4 separate regions of the Sus scrofa genome follow, and all the other regions are linked to region 1. The links are chromatin contacts, called in public Hi-C maps. All regions are on one chromosome and are shown on one strand. The core of a region is the stretch at or near the end of the contact, and the rest is flanking DNA. Distances in the headings are between cores, read along the strand shown. Region 1 overlaps LOC110260223 (a long non-coding RNA gene). Region 2 has its middle 680 kb from the start of MYC. Region 3 has its middle 360 kb from the start of MYC. Region 4 has its middle 740 kb from the start of MYC.

The links. Hi-C and Micro-C count contacts between places; a contact is called where the count stands out from the background.
Region 2: a Hi-C map of liver shows a contact between it and region 1, with 3 times the contacts expected there. A contact is called at or near these places in 5 of 47 Hi-C or Micro-C datasets (fetal liver, liver and skeletal muscle).
Region 3: a Hi-C map of liver shows a contact between it and region 1, with 7 times the contacts expected there. A contact is called at or near these places in 6 of 47 Hi-C or Micro-C datasets (embryonic fibroblasts, fibroblasts and liver).
Region 4: a contact with region 1 is called in a Hi-C map of liver, with 8 times the contacts expected there. A contact is called at or near these places in 1 of 5 promoter capture datasets (liver) and 6 of 47 Hi-C or Micro-C datasets (fetal liver and liver).

The regions. Positions count from the first base shown.
Region 1 is chr4:11,947,765-11,950,464 of Sscrofa11.1, forward strand. The region is part of intron 2 of LOC110260223 (a long non-coding RNA gene); the gene reads right to left. Among named protein-coding and RNA genes, the nearest start is that of MYC, 510 kb to the right of the region's middle.
Region 2 is chr4:11,777,916-11,780,615 of Sscrofa11.1, forward strand. No RefSeq gene overlaps it. Among named protein-coding and RNA genes, the nearest start is that of MYC, 680 kb to the right of the region's middle.
Region 3 is chr4:12,098,869-12,101,568 of Sscrofa11.1, forward strand. No RefSeq gene overlaps it. Among named protein-coding and RNA genes, the nearest start is that of MYC, 360 kb to the right of the region's middle.
Region 4 is chr4:11,722,375-11,725,074 of Sscrofa11.1, forward strand. No RefSeq gene overlaps it. Among named protein-coding and RNA genes, the nearest start is that of MYC, 740 kb to the right of the region's middle.

The DNA of each region.
Region 1 (2,700 bases), core at 102-2,601:
CAAATGTACTTAGAAAAGAGCATATCTCCATGTTGATTTTTCTAGTTTCTTGGAATCAAGGGACTCAGAGTTGAAGGGAAATGAAAAGCCTTCTCATCTACTCTTCAACCTAGAATTGGAAGTCACTAAAAATTTTTTATCTTTTACTGGGACAAAGTTTCATTATAAAAGTATCTGGGAGTTTCCATTGTAGCTCAGTGGGTTAGGAATCTGACTAGGATCCATGAGGATGTGGGTATGATCCCTGGCCTCACTGAGTGGGCTAAGGATCTGGAGTTGCCACAAACTGTAGCATAGGTCACAGATGCAGCTCAGATCCTGTGGCTGTGGCTGTGGCTGTGGCTGGCAGCTGTAGTTCCAACTTGACTCCTAGCCAGGGAACTTCTGTATGCCACAAGTTCAGCCCTAAAAAAACATTTTTTAATAAAAAAAAATTTTTAAATCTGTTGGTGAAATTGAAGTTTTGTTTTTCTTAACAATTTTCCAATTAATTGTTATTTTATTACTCATAATGAAAATAATATGAATAAATTCAGTTTCATTTCTCTGGTTTATATAGTCAATAGGATTGAATCCTTGTGATAGGTAAAAGGTTGGCCCAGATTTTGTATTACTGTCAACATCATTAGCATAAACAAACATTTACTGACCATGGATCTATATTACGCGAAGTGATGCATTTTTTTTATGCAATTAGGTAACTGTGGTCCAAAAATATTGAGGCATTTTTTCCGCAAGTTACACAACTTATAAAAATAACCCAAACTGGAAAGTCTCACTTTGAAATCCACACATCACACAAATTTAGAAACTAAGGCAAATCCCTGTAGCAGTTGATCCGTCATGACCTAAGTTACTATCAGCTTCTACAGGCTCATCTCTAGATACTCAATTTTCAACTGACCCAGTTGCCTCTCTCCCCATTTTTTCCTTAACAAGTTCATTTTTTAATCCCATTTTAGTGACTATAAAATCAATTACCTACTCTACTCCAGGAAAATTCCTGCAAAGTAAAGAGGTTTTAACCTGCTATTCAATCAGCCAGAGGGAACATTGTTCATTTTAACTGTCTGGATAAATAAAGTCACATGCACATAACGTCACGTCTACTGTAGACATTATCAGTGGCACCATTTCATTTCATGGAAAAAGCAGATACCAGTGTTCTTGCTATTTTTGAAATCACCAAAGAGTAATCAATAACCTGCCTTGACATGTTGATCAAACAATCCTTGCTGGTTAATATTGACCAACTAATTTAAAAGTTTCAAAGGAGTTGTACACAATTTGCCCGAGCTGACTTGGAAACGATGCCCAATCCGGTTAATGTTTACGTCCACGAGGCGCTCACCTCCACTAAAAACCAGCCTTGCACATCAGCCCCACGGGGAAGGACAGCTCATGCCAGAGTTAAAGGAGGGCTCCAAGATAAAGAGTAACCCAGCCGGAAAGCCGAGGTTCAAACGCATCTGGTTTCCATTAACTGGGATTGCAACAGTCTCTTCAAAGGCGAAGAACACTCCTCCCTCCACACCAAAAATCTCCTGCTTCCTCCACGGTGGTAGATCCAGGAAAAGGTCCTGAATCACACCAGGGAGCCCCAGGTTAAAGAGTTAACATTTTATGCTGATTTTATTTGAGGTTTTGTTTAATGACACAGGTAACAGATGCTTCTCACAGACACACCAACAAACAAAATCACAATCAAAAAACACCAGTCATTACAAACAAAAAGAATTGACTGATATCACATTATTAATGCCCTTGAAAATATATAACAATGGTGTTCCCGTCCTGGCTCAGTGGTTAACGAACCTGACTAGGATCCATGAGGAGGCAGGTTCGATCCCTGGCCTTGCTCCGTGGGTTAAGGATCCAGCGTTGCCATGAGCTGTGGTGTAGATCACAGACATGGCTCAGATCCCTCCTTGCTGTGGCTGTGGTGTAGACCGGCAGCTACAGCTTCAATTTGACCCCTAGCCTGGGAACCTCCATATGCCACAGGTGTGGCCCTAAAAAAACAAAAGACAAATAAATAAATAAATAGAGGAAAATATCCAACAAGATGAGGTGATACCAATGTTTTCACATATTGCTATTTTGCCATCATCCTTTCTAATATTTTGAAGTTGCCTGGTTTCCAACTGAAATGGTATGTATTAATATTATCTATCAATCCCTTTTGACATCTGTATATTTTGCTTGCTTGCAGTTTTCCCTGTTATAAACACTTTAGCAATGAACTATCTTCCATTCAGCAACACATTCCACAAAGATTTATTGGACTCCTACAATGCCAGGCACATAGTCCTTAAATAGTTTGATCATCTTCATAATTACTTCTCTAACATAAAGTTCCCAGAAGCGGAACTCTTGGTCAAAGTCTACTTTTTGGATTTTAATTGGAATTGCCAATTGCTCCGCAGAGATGTTGTACCAGAAACACTTCTATCACCACCCGAGAATATCTACTACTTCATCAGAACTTACCAAGGAAAGCAGAAAGCCTGGCTTTGGAACAGCTGCTACTCAACCAGCAGCATCAGTATTACGTGCAAATGCGAAGCCTCAGGCCCTCCCCCTGAGACCTACCCAATTAGCATCTCTGGTAGGTGGGACCCAGTAAACTGGGTTTTAACAATCTCTCCACATGATTCTTATGCTGATTAAAGTCTGAGAATCATCAGTTTAAAGCACAAG
Region 2 (2,700 bases), core at 31-2,530, 170 kb before region 1:
AAGATTACTTAGGTATGGGAATAAAGTATTTATTTTTACTTAATAATTTATGCATATCTTCACTTATATGATAAATGCTTATAATCACTTATATTTTAAAATGTTTTTAGGAGTCAACAGTGAGGCTTAGTGGGTTAAGGATCCAACATTGTGTCCTTGAGGACGTAGGTTCGATCCCTGGCCTTGCTCAGTGGGTTCAGGATCAGGCATTGCCTCAAGCTGTGACAATGCGGCTTGGATTAGGTGTGGCCATGGCATAGGCTGGCAGCTGCAGCTCTGATTCGACCTCTCACCTAGAAACTTCCATGTGCCACAGGTGAGGCCATAAAAAGAAAAACATAACAAATAAAATGTTTTCAAAATGTAATAGGAAGCTTAATCAACGTCCCATTAACTTTGCCTTTGAAAGAGTTGTGAAACAGATCAATTCAATAAGAACTGAGTTCATAAGCATTTATCTCTCATAAAATTCTAGTTCTATCCACAGACATGAAATGGTTAAAGGCTGGTAAGCAAATGGTGAGTCAGGGACGTCTTAGCTGCCGAATATTGGAGGACAGAGTTAAAGGGAAGGAAAACATAACGGGATTGTGAACTCGGAAATCAAAGTGTTAAATCTCGCTCTACCCCTAAGTGGCTATCGAACTTGTCTAGTTTATTCCCTCTCTCTATTTTTCAGTTTTTCCATTTGTGAAATTGGGGGAAATAGTTCCTTCACTCATTCCTTTATTCAAAAAATATTTATTGAGGGTTTATTCAGAATCAGGTCCTGCTGCAGGCACTGGGGGCAGAGCAGGGCACACAGACATGGGGCTTCTGCCTCGGATGACCAGGAGACTACCAGTCAAATAAATATGTAGATTGGAATCAGGTGCTTTGGAGAAACATAAGGCGGGGGAAGGAGAAAGAGAGCGATTGGAAGGTCTCTAAGGAGATGATTAGTGAGGCGGTAGCTAAGTGAAACATTGGAGCAAGTCACGTTGGCATGGGGGGAAGCGTGTCTAGGCAAGGGGAACAGCACTGCAAAAGCCTTGAGGCAAGAGTGCGGCTGGGTCCAGGTGAGGGGTGGTAGAAATGAAGGCAGTTCTCTTCCATTGCAGTTGAACCAAACAGAGTGCATGCCTGTCGGCAAGCTCAAAATGCTCCCAGTGTACTTGAGATTCAAAGTCCAAGGCCGTCACACAGAGAGTGAATTTACAGAAACTTCATCAGCCCCATTGTAGGCTTTGAAGGTCCGCTGTGCAACTATTAGCTGATCCCATTTAACAAACAGTGACGCAGTCACCAGGCATGTTTGTGCCCAAGCAGGTGACAATTTTCTCTCCGCTGACTCCAGTCAAGGACTTTCCGCTTCCAGATTTCAGGCACCAGGTGACGTTGGGCACAGGGGGTCAGGTGGTGAGAGGAACAGGTCACGCGCCAGGCAGGTGACATGATCTGTACTCAGCTCGAATTTCAAAGGGCCCACTTTTCCGGCCATGTGTCAAACACACAGTTTGAACGCTGCAAGCAGAGTAAGGTGATTCATCAATTTCCAAACCCTTGGGAAAGGAACGTATTGTTTAGATTTTCTAATATGTTTTGTTAACCCCTACAGAGGTAGCTATAACTCAGGAAGATAAAGTGGGAGGAAAGTTAAGGGCAAAATAAAAATAAGCAATTACTGTCTTCCGTAATTATCAGCCTTATCATTTATTGTGCACTAATAGTTGCATTTCCAAGCAGATACTATTAATTAGTGAAACAACAAGGCAATTTGCATTCATCCTGATTCAGAAGAATTTAGACTACTTCAACAAACCAAACATGGGTAACTCAGCCTTATTACTTTTTGTTTTTTCAATAGATGGGAAAATCGAGGCAGAGAAAATTAATAGATCATGAAAAGAAGTAAGTTTATCCAAAGCTTGGTAGAAATCATATTTGTCTTCAAGGATAGCCGTGCATCAGGACAATTTGTAGAGCTGGGTTAGAGCAGGGAAAAGTGGAGGCAGGGAGATTGAAGTTAACATCACAGGAGTACCCTGGCCTTTTTTTGGTTCTCTTTCGGCCAGCCCATGGCATATGGAATTGTCACAGCTGTGGCAATGCCAGATCCTTAACCCACTGCACAGGGCTGGGAATCAAACCTGCATCCCCAGCACTACAGAGATGCTGCCGATCCCATTGCACCACGGTGGGTACTCCATGGAATACCCCTCACCTTTGCCAAGGGATCAAATCCCTCTATGTTCCTATCTATGAAATGGGACTGTCATTCTCTGCATGATGTGATTGCTCTAAAGAATAAATGAGAGACACATGCCTACAAAGTAGGTGTGGTTTGTAACATGAATGGATGCTGTCCAGAATCCAGAAGAAGTGCCCCTTAAGAAGGAGGAAAAAGTTCTGCATTGAACTTGAGTGGGGCCAAATCGTTTTTGGAAGAGTGGTAGCTGGGGCCACACAGCCAGAAGGAAATCCAGCTCATCTTAAGGTACAGTGACAGACTTTGGACTGGATGTCTAGTCTATGGTGTGAGGAAAGGTCCTCGTAGGTCTGTTTTCCAGAAGATGACAAAGCCAGAACGGGCTGTGCCTAAAATTATCCAGTGACTTCGTTCTGGAATGAGTTTGAGTTGTGAGAACTTTTGCTGGCTGACTTTAGCTCATGCTGGCTTTGGGACCCAGAGAAGCCTTTGTGACTCAACTGTTCAGTTCT
Region 3 (2,700 bases), core at 8-2,507, 150 kb after region 1:
CGGCAATGCCAGATCCTTAACCCACTGATTGAGGCCAAGGGTCAAACCCGCAACCTCATGGTTCCTAGTTGGATTCATTAACCATTGAGCCACGACGGGAACTCCAACACATAGGATTTGTTATTCCCATGTCATAGTTGAGCATCCCAAGGCCATATGAATATTAAGAGGCAGACCAAGAATATGAACCCAGATCCCTCTGACTTAAAGCCTAAATCCTCTGCAACATCCCAGGTCTACTCAACTCCCATGGACTCATAGATATCGATAAAAAAAAATCCCCAGATACAACATAAGATACCCATGCTGTGGCTCCTCTGTGGGCACAGCCCGAGGAGAGCACAGTGGTTATGGATACAGGCTTCCGACTTTGCCAGATCTGGCCTCACGGCCTTGCTCTACCACTCAGTAATTCTCACATGTTAGAATAGAAAGTTGATATAAATGCACACACTCACACACACAGAGACACTCATCGCCGATTCAGTGCTGAAAGGCATCCAATGCAGCATCCTTACTTTGCAGTTGAGAACGCCAGTGCTGGGTGGAGGGGAGAGCACAGGGGTTTCCTGCCTGGGGTCCCACAGGGAGAGAGCACCGGGGACATCAGACATCCCCCCCCATCCCAAGTCTGATGCTCTCTCCAGAGTCCCATCCCAGCCTGCCTCCCTCTAGAAACACATTCAAGTTTTCAAATGGTGACTCCCCAGATCAAAGGAAATGGCCCCCTCAGATAAAGCAGATTCTCACAGAGGAAAAATGTCCATTCCATGCTGAGATTTTTCCTCTATCTGCTCATTTGCGGGGGTCATGAGAAGGTCAGGGGAAAGCTCTTATGACGTGGCTCCTGGGTCTCCACACCCAAGAATGCAGGAAGATTTCAATAAATCAGACGGCGGGCAGGAATTCAGACAGGCTCCCCCACATGTTCTGTGCCTTTATTCCCCCCGGGTGGATACCATCAGCTGTCTTGTTGCTAAGAGACCCGAGTGGGTGGGAAAGGCCAATTGTCTTATTTTTCAAACTTATCTACAAAACCGGTTTGTGCCTCTGCTCCGTCCAGGGGTTCGGCTTTCTTAAGAACAGGATATTACCACCAGGCAGATGGAGTGAGTGAGAGTACATTTTGTCGAGAAACGGACTGAGCTTTTCCTGGACATTCAATGTCACCCAGCAGAGTCCTGGGAGCTGCCAATTACGGGTCTGATGCAATGTTTGGGAAAGAGCCGCAGAGTACACATGACTCAACAAAATATTCTGATTTACATTCCTATCTCCCAGGCAGTTGCACTTTTATCAGCACCAACAAGGGCTATGGGGTCAGTAGGCGTGCTGGGCTGAGTTCGTCATCAGAGAATTAAAAGGAATTAAAAAAAAACAAGAAGAGGTTGTGGGGAGGTGAGAATCTGAATCACTCCGGGACTTTCCTTTTCGGTTGCATTCCAATCGGACAGACCCAAACCTGGCAGAGCCCTTCTATTGCTCAATGTCAAAAACATTCCCCTGGAATGTGGGCCATGTGAACTTGGACACCCCCTGCAGTTTCCCTCTGTGGCCCAGCAGGCTGCATCCACCATAAGCGGGGCCCTCAGGAGAGTCCGGGGCATGTTTCATATAAAAAAGGCAGGGGCTCCAAAGGTGAGCTTTCACCAGCCCTCTCCCACCAAGGCCTCTGTGCAGACTCGCGCTGCACTCTGATGAGCCCAGCAGAGATGGAAAATGAGCTCTTGGGAACAGGTCGGTGGGTTTTGTTTTGTTTTGTTTTTCTTGCCTTAGTAGAAAGCAAGAATGTGAATTCACTTCCTCCTTGTCTGGGTTTGTACTTGGCTTATGAGCTCATTCCGCCCACCTTGACCCCCCAGCAAAACCCGGCTATAACCTCTTATTTCTGAAGAACTCTAAGAGCCACGTCTAAGGACATCTAATTCCCCGTTCTGCCCCCTGCCCACATAGACCCCTCCCTCCTTGGCTTGAAGAGTCAAGATAGCAATCTTTGTCACACGAGTGTAACTGAGAGCATAACTCAGCCCCAAAAGCCCATTTCGATCTTGCAGCATGTTTCAGAGCCGAGTGCTCCAGCCAGCAAAGAACTCATAGTTGGCAGAGCCTTCTGAGTAACTGTGTACAGACCACATCCTCCTCCTGTCCACTTCTAAAACCCATCCAGAAAAAAGGAAGGCCTCTGGAGTTCCCTTCGTGGCACAGTGGTTAACAAATCTGACTAGAAACCATGAGGTTGCAGGTTCGATCCCCGGCCTTGCTCAATAGGTTACGGGTCTGGCGTTGCCGTGAGCTGTGGTGTAGGTCACAGACGCGGCTCGGATCCCTCATTGTTGTGGCTCTGGGTAGGCCGGCAGCTGTAGCTCCGATTAGACCCCTAGCCTGGGAACCTCCACATGCCACGGGAGCAGCCCTAGAAAAGGCAAAAAGACAAAAAAAAAAAAAAAAAAAAAAGGAAGGCCTCACAAGCCATGTGCCATCAGCTACAGAGAAGAATGGCGTTGCGTGCATCCTGCTGTGTGTAAGAGTCAGGGATACGCAGGTTCTAGAAAATAAAATTACCTAACTTAAATTGAATGCTGACTGTGAAGAGGCAGACGGCAAGACCGCAGGGGCTTTATCCTGTTTATTGTTCCCAACAACCAATGGGGCGTCTACAATACCTTTTCAGATTTACAACTCAGTAGGATACACCAGTCA
Region 4 (2,700 bases), core at 102-2,601, 230 kb before region 1:
CTCACCCTGTACTTCATTCATTTGTTTCTATGTCTATGTTACTGGAAATTCCGGGGACACACTTAATAAAGGCATCAGTGTATCTTTAGGAGTCTGCATACTGAACAGGACCTATTGTCTCTCAAATTAAACCAAAATGAAGCAGATAGGACTTCTTTGTGCAGAGTAAAAAATAATGACATTGGATAACTTAGTTAATAAACCTGTTCTGTGAAGTGCTAAATGTGGATGCCGCCTAAGAACAAGAACAGACAAAGCTAGTTTATGCAACAGTCCATCACACTGAAGTCTCCATTAATCAATACTTCATTGACACAGATCTTCATAATGTAGGTCTCGGAATAACTTGTGAAGCATTAAATAGAGGTCAGATTTGATTAAATTTATTCATAAACTTTCAGCACTAGATATGGGCTTAGAAATTGTCTAGTTCAGCGATGGTAAATGTGCATATGTGTGGCCACTCACATTTTCCAAGATCCTGGCAGACATCATTAATCAATTATGAGACTACTGTTCACTGAGCCTGGCTACAGACGCAAAATTCCTCTTAACCCATTATTCTAGGCAGGCACGACTAGTCAATATAACTTTGCAAAGAAGGTGAAATCTTCGATTAAGTTTAAGCCTAAATCTAAAGAATAGGTGTGATAGGGATGTGGGAATGGGGTGAGATCTATCCCACTGGAGACACCACATTTGTTTTCCTTGTTTCCAAATATTAAAATAAAATTTTTCCTTTTTTTAAAACTAGGGTGAATGATCTTCTGTGAAGTGCTTCAACTCTTCTTAGAAAATGTCTCACAAAAGCTCTGCTCCATTGATGAGCCAGACAAGATCAGATGTGAAAATTAAATGTAGGCACAGCGTTGCTTGAAGCTAGCCTCTCTGACCAGAGAGGAGAAACCAGTTCTATTTGGAGAAGAGGAGAGAGGGTCATAGACACAATGGTAATTAAGAAGTGATACTTCTGTTAGATCTTGAGGGATAAGTAAAATCTCCTGAAGACAAGGAGAAATGAAAGCCATTCCAGCCAGAGGAAGCCAGAGACGCATAGAAGCGAGAATCACCATCATGTGGAAGCAATCGATGTTGTCATGGTAAAACATACCACGGGAGATGCAGCAGGAAGAGCTTTTAGTACTCATGAATGAAAGAAGAATAAAGGAAGGGCAGACGGAAAAGAGAGAACGAGTATGAGAGGAAGGGACGCAGAGTACATCTGTGTGTATGGCAAGCATATCTTTCTCTAGACTCAGATTCTAAGAGAAAAAGGTTTGCCCAAGCTTGAGCAGGTGGAAAGTGGTGGAGCTGGAGTTCCACATAGGCCCTTTGATTTCAAAGTCCACACTTATTTTCTGTTGCTACTTGGCACTGCCAGGACGAGTGGGCATCTTTCCAAGGGAACCAGTTTGGTGAGGACTTGGCTCCCATTGATATTGGTAAGTTCTGATATGTTAGCTTACAAATTAGCCCCATTCTTTTGTGCTGACGTTTCAGCAGCTTGAATAGATAGTCCTATTCACTTTGGATTTCTTTCTCCTGTTCCTAAAGTACTTGAAAGAAACAACTGGACAGATATTTACTGAAGCCCACCATATTTACTGACTCAAATTAGATCTATGATCCTGGCAAGAGAGATACAATTTCATTTTCAAGGTTTTTCATTTATCAAAATATATTAAAGGAGCGTCAGTGTTGAATACTCAAGTAAGCAGCATGTGCTGGGCTATTAGAAAGATCTAGGTTAGAAACCTCTCTCTGCCACTTTCCACTTTCATAATCTTTACTATAGCAATTAACTACTCCACACTCAAGTTTATAACATGAGGACAATCATATATTCAAACAGCTTTGTTATGAAAATTAAGTATGGTCATATGTGTAAAGCTCCTCCCTTGGTATCTACTATGCAGTCTTTATTGGTAGAAGGCAACTTTACTTTTCTTCTTCACTGAACTGCTTATGAAGGATGAGTGGTTCCCAAGTTCATAGCCCTCATTCATGAAGCAGATATGAAGTGACTGGGCAGCTTTGGAGAATTTCCCAGGATTGTTGGGGTAGAAGTGGGAAACCCCCTTTACTGAGGTCTCACTATATGATCTCAATTCAGAGAAGTTCTGAACTTCTTTTGACTAATACATTATTTCCATTATTTCCTCTGTGCCCATCTTAAATTGCCCCACCCATCCTACCTGCTATGTCAGAAGCCTCTGCCAGTCCACACTTGGGTTTTTGGAGGGAAAGAAAGCAGAATCTTTTATCAAATTACAAATCAGGAGTTCCCATCGTGGCGCAGTGGTTAACAAATCCGACTAGGAACCATGAGGTTGGGGGTTCAATCCCTGCCCCTGCTCAGTGGGTTAACGATCTGGCATTGCCGTGAGCTGTGGTGTAGGTTGCAGACGCGGCTCGGATCCCGTGTTGCTGTGGCTCTGGCATAGGCCGGTGGCTACAGCTCCGATTAACCCCTAGCCTGGGAACCTCCATATGCCACAGGAGTGGCCCCAAAAATAGCAAAAGAACAAATTACAAATCGATGCTCCGACTTCATAGCCAAGTTGAGCTAGGCTAATTCATGAAGGCTATTCCTGGGTTGAAGACTGGCCAAGATCAGGGCTGAAATTCAAGTGATACAGCATGGGCATTGATTCGTCATGACACTTAGAACAGGTTACCTATCAGTCGTAGCTCAAAGAA